3 separate regions of the Mus musculus genome follow, and regions 1 and 2 are each linked to region 3. The links are chromatin contacts, called in public promoter capture Hi-C maps. All regions are on one chromosome and are shown on one strand. Each heading gives the region's core, a stretch centred on a gene start, on an enhancer-like site or on the middle of the called end of the contact. The rest is flanking DNA. Distances are from core to core; before and after follow the strand shown.

What was found. Promoter capture Hi-C pulls out the DNA fragments that hold promoters and counts their contacts. Capture Hi-C pulls out chosen DNA fragments and counts their contacts.
Region 1: a contact with region 3 is called in a promoter capture Hi-C map of adipose tissue. The contact joins the promoter of Zfp458 here to the promoter of BC048507 in region 3. A contact is called at or near these places in 14 of 39 promoter capture datasets (the C10 cell line, the HPC-7 cell line, cranial neural crest and 10 more) and 3 of 9 other capture datasets (adipose tissue, liver and macrophages).
Region 2: a contact with region 3 is called in a promoter capture Hi-C map of stem cell-derived epiblast-like cells, with 8 times the contacts expected there. The contact joins the promoter of Zfp457 here to the promoter of BC048507 in region 3. A contact is called at or near these places in 16 of 39 promoter capture datasets (the 3T3-L1 cell line, 3T3-L1-derived adipocytes, the HPC-7 cell line and 9 more), 2 of 115 datasets of contacts at active chromatin or transcription factors (embryonic stem cells and stem cell-derived neural progenitor cells) and 1 of 9 other capture datasets (liver).

The regions. Positions count from the first base shown.
Region 1 is chr13:67,267,622-67,271,060 of GRCm38.p6, forward strand. It overlaps Zfp458 (zinc finger protein 458), which reads right to left and starts at 1,447. Exons shown (of 4, transcript NM_001001152.2): 1 at 1,410-1,447. The coding sequence starts at 1,415.
Region 2 is chr13:67,304,137-67,308,080 of GRCm38.p6, forward strand. It overlaps Zfp457 (zinc finger protein 457), which reads right to left and starts at 2,276. Exons shown (of 4, transcript NM_001003666.2): 1 at 2,214-2,276. The coding sequence starts at 2,219.
Region 3 is chr13:67,861,429-67,864,874 of GRCm38.p6, forward strand. BC048507 (cDNA sequence BC048507) reads left to right here and starts at 1,898. Exons shown (of 1, transcript NM_001001185.3): 1 at 1,898-2,495. The coding sequence starts at 2,078. The coding sequence ends at 2,347.

The DNA.
Region 1 (3,439 bases), core at 197-2,696, 590 kb before region 3:
GATCAGTAACTAATAAATGGGGCCTCATGAAACTGAAAAGCTTCTGCAAGGCAAAGGTCGCTGTCAATAGGAAAAAATTGGTAGCCTACAGAAGGGGAAAAGATCTTCATCAACCCTATGCCTCATGGGGGTGGGGGGGGTGACACCCAAAAAATATAATGAACTCAAAAAGGTAGACACCAACAACCCAAATAGCCAATTTAAAAATGGGTTAAAGAGCTAAGCAGAGAATTCCTCAATAGAGGAATCTTTAATGGCCAAGAAAGACCTTTAAAAGGTCCAACATTCTTAGCCTTCAGGAAAATGCAAACCAAGGTGACTGAGATTCTACTTTACACCCAGCAGAATGGCCAAAATCAAAAACGCAAGCCACAGCACATGCTGGCAAGGATGTGAATCAGGGAGAACACGCCTCCATTGCTGGAGGGAGTGTCAAGTTGCACAACCACTATAGAAATCAATTTGGCAGCTCCTCAGATAATTGGGTATAGTTCTACCTCAAGACCCAGCTATACCACGGTCATATACCCAAAAGATGTTCCACCAAACTACAAGGCACCTTACTCAACTACATTCAGAGCAACTTCATTCATGATATCCAGAATCTGGAAACAATACAGATATCCCTCGATGAACAAATGGATAAAGAAAATGTGGTTCACTTACACAGTGAAATACTGCTCAGCTATTGAAAATAAGGATATCAAGAATTTTTCAGGCAAATGGATGGAACTAGAAAACATCATACTGTAGGCTTAGAAATTTCAAGACTTACTTAATTAGAGTTCTTGAACGCTTCAACTTTCCCTCTAGCCCACGTACCAGAGGTAAGGGGAAAGAAAGGTTAATTATTTGGATTGTGCAAACACGGGTTCATACCAATTCCAAGATTATTCTGTGGCTATACAGCCATGTATTGTGATGATTCAGGTCACAGCGGTGTCTATTAGAAATTCCTATTCAAACGGAGGCGTCCATAAATCTAACAATTCATTCCAAGGGAATAGGAACTAACATTCCACACAACAGTTGCCCTCACAAGACTTTCTGTTCCAGCACACTAGGAAATTTAGGAAGTTCTGTAAATCCCGAGAATCTGACTATAGCCATGTGATCACGGGTCAGCTAGGCAGAGCATGTTCTTCAGCAAAGTTGAGTGCGCTCCCTTCAGCATCTCAGGCACAGGCAGTCAGCAGAACCAGATTGCCCTGGCCATCCTGTTGTTTTCCAACCTTCTCCTCTTCAATCTTGTTCCCGGGGGCAGTGGCCCATCCTAGGTCAGCACAGCATCTCCAGGTCAGCAGCTTCCCCTGTCTCCCAACCAGCCTGAGTCAGCTCCCTCCGCGCCCGACCCGCCACCCTGCACAGTCCCTCTGGATCTGCAGGACGGCGTTGCTCCCTGCACCAACCTCCATGTCAGAGATCCAAGCCCAGTTCTGAGCAGGACAGTCCCCTAACTTTGGGGGAGAAGCGAGGTTTAAGAACGAACCCGGAAGTTCAATACTGACAGCCCCTTCTGGTGATGTCATAATTGTTGGGACTACATTTCCCACAAGTCAGTGCAAAGGACTTCCAGGAACACTCCAAATGGGTTTTGTGCACTGCCTGGGTACCTGCCCTACTGTGAGCAAGTGGAATTAGAAAGAAACAGTCTTCTGCACATGGGCAGCCACAGGGCATTCGGGCTTTTTTGAAGTGCTGTGGTCTCAGCATGCGATGTTAGCCTGTGAGTCGAGCCTTTCTCAGTAATGTTAATCATGCTAGTTATTTCTGCTAAAACGTGATTTTAAAGCTCAAACCTACTTATGAAATCATACTAACACATGGGAAATCATGCTTTCATGGTCTGCTTTACTTAAAAATAAGGAAGCAGGACGGTAATGTAGGACTGTGCATTTCTTTAATGAAACCACGCTTGGTGATCCCGCCTGACATGCAGCATCTCAGGTGCTTAAAACAGAAGAACAGGAAATCAGGCTGGTGAGATGGCTCAGTGGGTAAGAGCACCCGACTGCTCTTCCAAAGGTCTGGAGTTCAAATCCCAGCAACCACATGGTGGCTCACAACCATCTGTAATGAGATCTGACGCCCTCTTCTGGAGTGTCTGAAGACAGCTACAGTGTACTTACATATAATAAATAAATAATAATTAAAAAAAAAAAAAGAAGAAGAACAGGAAATCAAAACTAGTCACCACCGGGTGTTCTCTGAGCACAGGCTTTCCTCCTCCCCATCTCCCAGCAGGAGGTGCAGAGCTCCTGGGATCACACTGGTGAGTCTACTGACTCTTGGTACACTGTGCACTATAGGATTTCCCTTGTTCCCTTTGATGTTCCTTATAGAATTTCCTCTCTCCTGATCACGCCATGATTCATGTTTCAGACGATTTAAATATTTGTTATCTGTCTTGAACTTCCCTCACTTCTAAGCAGAACACTGAGATGATTCCTCCTTGAATACAAAGGTGTTAGAAATATGTCCCTACGATTGTCAAGTGAGCTCAGTGTAGTAAAGAAGCTGCATTGGGACCATGGAGTACTGAGAATGCCCATCTCTTCTTAGGAAGATTTATTGCTGGGCAGTTTGTGTTTGAGACAAAGGTACACACCCATTATAAGGAAGGCTTCATGCTTCCACGATGTATACAGATTGATGAGGAAGCTGTTTCAGTGCAGAGACTATGGGAAGTTCCTATTCAATTCTTGTATTCCAGGCAGTGTGCTAAGCCAGGGATACAGCTCCTCTTAGAGAAACTAGAGTCATCAAGCAGTATTAAACAATACCCCTAATACATTCACCTGGACACTTGATTGGCATGTCTGTTTAGAATGAACTCATGACTAGTCTGTACTCCTGAAGGCTGCAGGGAAGGGCATTGCCAGCAACCATAAGTACTGCTAGGCTTTCAATGTGTGAGTGTACTGACTGAGGGAACTGACTCACCTGAGAGGAGCTGATCTGTGAGGATGAAACCTCAACTGTTCCGCAGTTTCCATTTCCTCCTAGTGAAATTGGTTAATTCAAGAGAAGGAGGTAGGCACAAACTGAACATGCAGACTCTAGAGAAAGCCTCATTCAGCATGGTGTTAGCGGCCCGGGCATACTTACAGAAAGTTTACCATAGTCTGATTCTCAGGCCTTATATGCTTGTTTAGACCATGTTGGAAGTTTTAGCTTTATTGCCTACACTATCATTTTATAGTCACTTAATCCTTTAAGTTTCTCCCATAGAAACATTCTGCATTCAATGTGATGTGTGGCCAAATTCCTTTTAAAAATCTATGCTTACAGTAAGCTAAAGAGATTGTTCAGTAGTTGAGAGTAATTAAATTCTTACAGAGCATGAGTTTGTTTTCTAACATTCACATTGTGGCTCACAAGCACAGTTCTAGAGGACCAGCCCAACTCTTTTGACATCATGAAGCTCATATAGAAGAGA
Region 2 (3,944 bases), core at 1,026-3,525, 560 kb before region 3:
GTAGCCTAGGCTCCCTTGAGTTGGCTATGAAGGAGAGGATGACTTTGAATTCCAGGACTCCTGACTCCTCCTCAAAACACAGAGATGACAGAAATGAATCATAGAATATACTTAAGTTCACTCTTCAATAATTAGGCTGTTTGATTTTAAATACATATAAATAAATATTTGGTGCCTGTAAGTTATATGTGACGATGCTCATGTACTCTTTCTATATTATAAGGACTGTGTTTTGTTGCACAAGGCAGCACACAATTCCCAATTGATAAACTGTTATATGTAACATTAACTAGGAAGTGTCTATTTATTCTAGATATGGTTGCAAACTCATTGAAAATTCCAGTAGCTAGGACAAGGTGGTCTGAAGCCCATGCTTCCTGACAGTAGACTTGAATGCTGTAGGTCAGGCTCCAGCTCTGGCTCACAAACACTTGGTTTGACTGAAGAGTGATAATATAAGCAAGATCCCCTGAGATAGGGGGAGCGGCTGTGGAGGAGAAATCTTGAAACACACACACACACACACACACACACACACACACACACACACACACACACACACACTAAAATCTGTGTGTATTCTGTGAATGCAAAACTCTTGTAAGGAGTCTGTGGGTGCAGAGTCTGATGGCCCACGTGTAAGTTCACCGAGGGGCAGAGCCTGGAATTCTGCAGGTTCAGGGTTAGCTGTCTTACCTTGGGCTGGTTTTACCTTCAGGGTCAGTCCTTGCCTCACTCTATAGTGGACCACATAGCTTATGACAATAGATAAAAACCTCCCAGAATCCACTGACAAGGGAGAACATAAGTTTCTATGAATCCAAAAGCTAAAATCTCAGCAGATGGTATCTTAGGTGAATAGAATATCTCCCATATATCGTAGTACATGCTTCTATCGACTCACACCAAAGTATTTTAAATTTTCCTTGGTTAATGACATTCTTTGTTCTGTAAAACCATGAAACTGATTCCATGTTGGAGCATAGAATTTGGATTAAAGTAAATCTGTGTTCTCAGATCAAGGCTATTCAAATGGCTCTGGACTAAACTATTCTCTTAACCCTTCAGGAGGAGAACTATGCATAGACAGGAACCTATGTGAAAAATCATTAGACCCCAAATGTATAACAGCTTTCCAAATTTATATTCCAGCTGTTCCAAAGCAGTTGAAAAACTTGGGGAATTCTTCCTAAAACTATTAAAGGTGCCTCAGTAAACCTGAATGTCACATTGAGGGACAGAAAATTTAATATTTAAGACAGTTAAATTTAGGACAGTTCAGACGCTGCTGACAATGTGAAGAGACAGAAGAAAATCATGTGATAAGAAAACATAGTACAATGTACAGAGCCTGGCAGATTAGAGAGCAATGTACAGAGCCTGGCAGATTAGAGAACAATTTACAGAGCCTGGCAGATGAGCAGAGCCATTTTCCTCTTCCCTTTCAGACTTTCCAGCCCCACCCAGCAATCTCTCATCACACCAAGTCGTCTCTCATCTGAAAAGAAGTCCAAATTTGGACAGAACACATACTCAGAACCGTTGAGGTACTGCTGTCTAGCGATTTTAATTTGATGTGCAAAATCCATAATTATCTGGATTGGGCAAACATAGGTTCATACCAATTACAAGATTATTCTGTGGCTACATAGCCATGTATTGTGATGATTCAAGTCACAGAGATGTCTATTGGAAATTCCCACTCTAACCAAGGCATCCATAAATCTAACAATTCATTCCAAAGGAAAAGTAACTAACAACCCACACAACAATCACCGTCACAGGACTCTCTGTCCCTAGACACTAGGACCTTTGGGAAGCTGTGTGAGCTCAAACCAGGAGTAATCTCTAGGACATAAAGTATATGGGGCGCTAGATGTCCACGTGTTCTGTATGTCCTAAGAATCTGACAACCACCACAGGAGAACCCGTCAGCTAGGCAGAGCACGTTTCCCCAGCAAAGATGCGTGAGCTCCCGTCAGCATCTCAGGCACAGGCAGTGAGCAGACCCTGCCTGCCCTTGCCATCCTGCTGTTTCCAACCTTCTCCTCTTCAAACCTGTGCCCAGGGACAGTGGCCCAGCCTAGGTCAGCACAGCACCTCAAGGTCAGCAGCTTCCTGTCTCACAAGCCCAAGTTGGCACTCTCTGTGCCCTATCCGCCACCCTGCACAGTCCTTCAGATCTGCAAGATGGTGCTGTTCCCTGCACCAACCTCCATGGCAGAAATCCAAATGCAGCGCTCAACAGGACAGCTGCACAAATTTGAGAAGAAGCGAAGTTTGAAGAAAGAATACGGAATTTTGTTGCTGACAGCTCTTTCTGATGACGTCACAGGCGATGGGACTACATTTCCCACAAGTCAGTTGGAAGGACTTCCGGGAACCCACTGAAGAGCTTTTGTACACTGCCTGGATTACAGTCCACTGAGAGCAGCTGCACATGGGCATGCACATGGAATTTGGGCTCTTTTAAAATCCTTGGTCATGGCACGAAATGTTTGCCTGTAAGATGAGCCTTTCACAGTAATCACGTTCATCACGTTTCCATGTTATCTCTGCTACAACTCTGATCTATGTATAGAATCATTCACGAATGAAAAATTCATGCTTTCATGATCTGCTTTATTTAAGAATGTGGAAGCAGGAAGTTAATGTAGGAGTGAGCATTATCTCTTTACGATTCTATTGAAACCATCTTAGTCGCTTAAGATAGAAGAATTGGAGATCAAATCTAGTCACCAGCAGATGTTTTCTTAGTACAGGCTTTCCTGTCTCCCAAGGGGAGGGGCAGAGTTCCTGGGATCACAATGGTGTGTGTACTGACTGTCGAGCCATTGTGCACTTACAGGATTTCCCTTTGCCTTAGGTTTGATGTTTCTTATTGATTTTCCTGTCTCTGCACTGATCCTGTCATCGGTCATATTTGAAAATATTTGAACATTAGTGTTATCTGTCTTGAACTTCCCTCCCTTCTAAATAGAACACTTGAGTGTTTTCTCCTTGAATACAAAGGTATCAGATATATGTTCATATTACTGTCAAATAAGTCACTGTAATAAAGAAGTTACACTGGAAACATGCAGGATTGAGAATCCCTACCTTTTCATGGGAAGGTTTATTCCTGTGTAGTTCATACTTGAGTCAAAGTTACAAACTCCATTACAGAAAAGGCTTCATACTTCCCGGAATCCTAATGATCCAAAAGGAACCCGTTTCAGCGCAAAGACTGTGCAGAGTCCCTATTCTTTTTCAGGAGTATGTTTATCCAGAGATGCAGATCATTTGCTCACTCAGAGAAACTAGAGGCAAGGAGCAGTACGTGTGTGTACCTGTGCTTGATTGGCAAGCATCATGACTGGTCTGTCCTCCTCCTGAATGCTGCAGTGAAGGGCATTGTCAGAAGCCACAAAAGTTATTATTTCTCAGCATAGCTAGTTTTCCAATATGTGTTATGTGTTGAGGTCTGGTCTGTTGCTATGTATGTAATGCTAAATTCTATACCCGAAGATCTAAGCCTACCACAGACTTCTCACATTTACAAGGTTCTGTTGTGCAAACCTTGTTCCTTGATTTAATACTATTAGTTAAATCAAATTGGCTACAGCCAATTACTGGAGAAATTACAGGTAGGTGGGTTTTGAGTTACCTGGTAGAGGGTCGAGAAGAGAGAGAGAAGGAAGAGAGACCAGGAAAAGGAGGAAGAATGGGGAAAGAGGACAAAGATGCCATGTCTCAAAGATGAGACATGGCCATGAGAAACAGCAAGTATCTGGGGTATACCATCGGGAAGAAAGGAGGACACCAGGATAGCAGTTAGAAGAATAAATGAGGGCTGCCCTCCCCAGTAATTGTCAAAGCCAATGGAAATAACCATAGTCTGAGTCTTATTTATTTGTAAGCTAGTCAAGGGTAAGCTTAAATTAGTTGTGTGTATGGTATATGTA
Region 3 (3,446 bases), core at 648-3,147:
GATGCAGAGTCCTAGGAGGGGTGCTGCTTACTGGCTTGTTGCCCCTGGTTTACTCAGCCTGATCTCTTATAGAACCCAGGACCACCTGCCAAGGGGTGGCACCACCCACAATAGTCTGAGCCCTCCCCAGTTGATCACTAATTGAGAAAATGCCTTACCATTGGATTTCATGGAGTCATTTCCTCAAATGAGGGCCCTTTCTCTCTGATGACTCTAACTTGTATCATGTTGACACACAAAAGCAGCCAGTACTGAGGTGGTGGGCCAGGAACATGAGATTTACAGGCTGGCCCTACTTCCTGTCTGTGCTCTGCTTACTGTGTGTGATGTGTACTCTGACCTGGCACTTCCTGCCACCATATCATCCCTGCCTGCTGCCTTGTCTTCCCACCATGGTGGAATAATCCTGTTGAGCTGCAAGCCAGAATAAACCCTTCCTCCTCTCGTTGCTTTTTATTAAGCATTGGGTGATAGCATTGAGAGATGTAATTAATAAGACATGTACATATTTTTCCTGGAATTCTGTGCCATAGTGAACATATTAAACATTAATAAGTGCTTAAATTGCTATTAACTCTTTGTTTTTAAATGTAAAAGTTAGAAAGGAAAAGGGGCCCAGAATGGGGAAGAGATTTGTTATTTCTGTCTGTCCTCTTCCTCTTCCTCCTCCTCTCCCTCCTCCTCCTCTTCCTCTTCTTCCTCCTCTTCCTCCTCCTCTCCTCCTCCTCCTCTTTGTTTTTGGTTTGTTTGTTTTGTTCTGTTTTGTTTCTGTTGACATAGGTTTTCTCTGTAGCCCCAGCTGTCCTAAAACTGGCTCTGTAGACCCGGCTGGCCTTGAACTCACAGAGATCCATCCACCTGCCTCTGCCTCCCAAGTACTGTGATTAGTTGAATGGGCTGCCAAAGCCAGGAAGATTGCTCTTTTCTGCTAATCAGTGGCCCCATTTACTGCTGAGAAATGATAAGAACTAAGAGCTTATAGTAGTTATAAAGTTGGGGGTATCAGGCATGAGTCACTTGCAAAGGCTCGGAAATTTTTCTTGCATATCTGTGGGTAAATCTTGCTCTCTTAACCTTGTCTGGGAACTTGCAATTAACCAGAAGCTTCAAATAAGTAAAATGGGGGGAAAAATGGTAACGTAGGTACATCCAATTCAAATTGAAATATGATCTGAATCTTTATATAATTTCATGTATTAGCCAGGGCTGTGGGCAGTGTGCGGATTTTTCTGTTGCGGGTGGTTTGAGAATGTTTTCAGCTGATGCACAGTGCCATCTTCAGGTCTGTGAACACAGCTGCGAACATGTCAGCAAGGTATGACAGCAAATGTTATGGGTTAATTGAATCTTTCAGGAATATGAACACAGAGCTCCGGCGTGTGCCCGTATTTGGAAACAGGAGCATCACAGGTATAACTAATTAAGATGAAGCCATTAGAGGTTCATCAGGTCCCGCGTGTTTAAATCAGTCTTTCTGAAGTTTCTTAGGGAAATACGCTCATTTTTCCCCCTCGTGAAATAGACACAGTGCGCCGGGCGTGGTGGCGCACGCCTTTAATCCCAGGACTCGGGAGTCTGAGTTAGAGGCTAGCCTGGTCTACAAAGTGAGTTCCAGGACAGCCAAGGATATACAGAGAAACCCCGTCTCGAAAAACCAAAAAAAAAAAAAAAAAAAAGTTTTGATTTTATTGGAGAGTAGGCCGGTTCATTTAAAATATTTCCCTCAAGCAACAGCAGTGTCTGCTGCTTCCACTGCATTTCCTCACACATGTGAATTTCTGATTCATGAAAAGCCAGGTCTCCAGGGTTCGGCTCCCCACCTCAGAGGGTCAGCGGGTAATTGTGCAGTCACAATGAGGCGGTTTCTTGCTTTTTGTGACAAAATAAACCACCTACCAAATGGCTCCTGAAGGGGTAAAGAAAAGGTAGCAAACGCATACAGTTAAATATTTAGCTAAGAGATGCGCCACGGCTTCGGCTTCAGCAGGGACCGGCTGTCTGCTGCTGCTGCTTGAGCACCGCCAGCATCTTCCCTAGGGGCACGCAGCGGCCGATTGGCCCCTGCTCCGCGGTAACCATGTGCGATCGGAAGGCAGTGATAAAAACTGTAGACATGTCGGAAGAGATGCAGCAGGACTCGGTGAGGTGTGCTATCCAGGCGCTGGAGAAGTACAGCACAGAGAAGGATATTGCGGCCCATATCAAGAAGGAGTTTGACAAGAAGTACAACCCCACCTGGCACTGCATTGTGGGCCGGAACTTCGGTAGTTACGTGACGTACGAAACCAAACACTTCGTCTACTTCTACCTGGGTCAGGTGGCCATTCTTCTCTTCAAATCTGGGTAAAAGCGTGGACTGACTGCATCCTAAATGTCAAATACCAGAGTCCGGATCTTCAGCCTTGTTAAGGGAACGCCTCGTCTGAACCTGTTGTGTTCTGTAGAGGGCCTCATTCTCTGTACAAGTTTGTGGTTATAAAATTAGTGAAACAGCTTACATTTGTATTTATTTTCTAGCCCATACTTCTGTACCCTAGTTTTTTCTCCCTTAGGTCATTCCTTTAAAAATAAATCTGGTGGAGATGCCATAAAAAAAAGAAAAAAAAAAAAAAAAGAAAAATCTTAACACGGTTGCGCATGGGAGGTGGGTGTGGCGGGGGGCGGCGGGGGGGGGGGGAGATTAAGTTCAAGAAAACAGACCAGCCCTGTTTTCCTTCCTTTTATTTATGAGTTTTGACCTTGAATAACAACTGTTGGCCTTGGAGCTATGTTTTCTCTATAAGAAATATGCATTTGTCTTTCAAATCTTTTAGGATGGTTATAAAGAGATTGAATGTAAATCCAGTGTTGTTTGTTGAAGTCTATCATAACACATGCTAATGAGATCACTCATGCCCACCGAGATAGCGTCACTGCCTGTTCAGGCCACAAGATACTTCTTATGACAAGACACTTGAGGTATCTCCATTTCAAAATATTATTAACAGGGCTGGAGAGATGGCTCGGAGCTTAAGAGCACTGGCTGCTCTTCCAGAGGTCCAGAGTTCAATTCCCAGTATCCATATGGTGGCTCAGAGTGGCTCATAAGCATCTATAGTGAGAATTGGTGCCCTCTTCTGGCCTGCTAGCATACATGCAGGAAGAATGCTGACTACACGATAAATAAATAAATAAATAATCTTTAAAAATATTATTGGCAATTTAAAATATCTTCTAGTGTGTCTTTCTTTACCCCTCCCTCCCTCCCTCCCTCCCTCCCTCCCTCCCTCCCTCCCTCCCTCCCTCCCTCACTCCCTCCCTCCCTCCCTCCCTCCCTTTTTAAAGCTGAAAGGGAGAGATTTAATATGGCCACACTGGGAAGAGGAGCAAAGAAAACTGTCTTCCCTAAGTCCATAATTGGGGATCCTAAGGTGAGGATTTCATCAATGGATGAAAGCCCCTGTAAC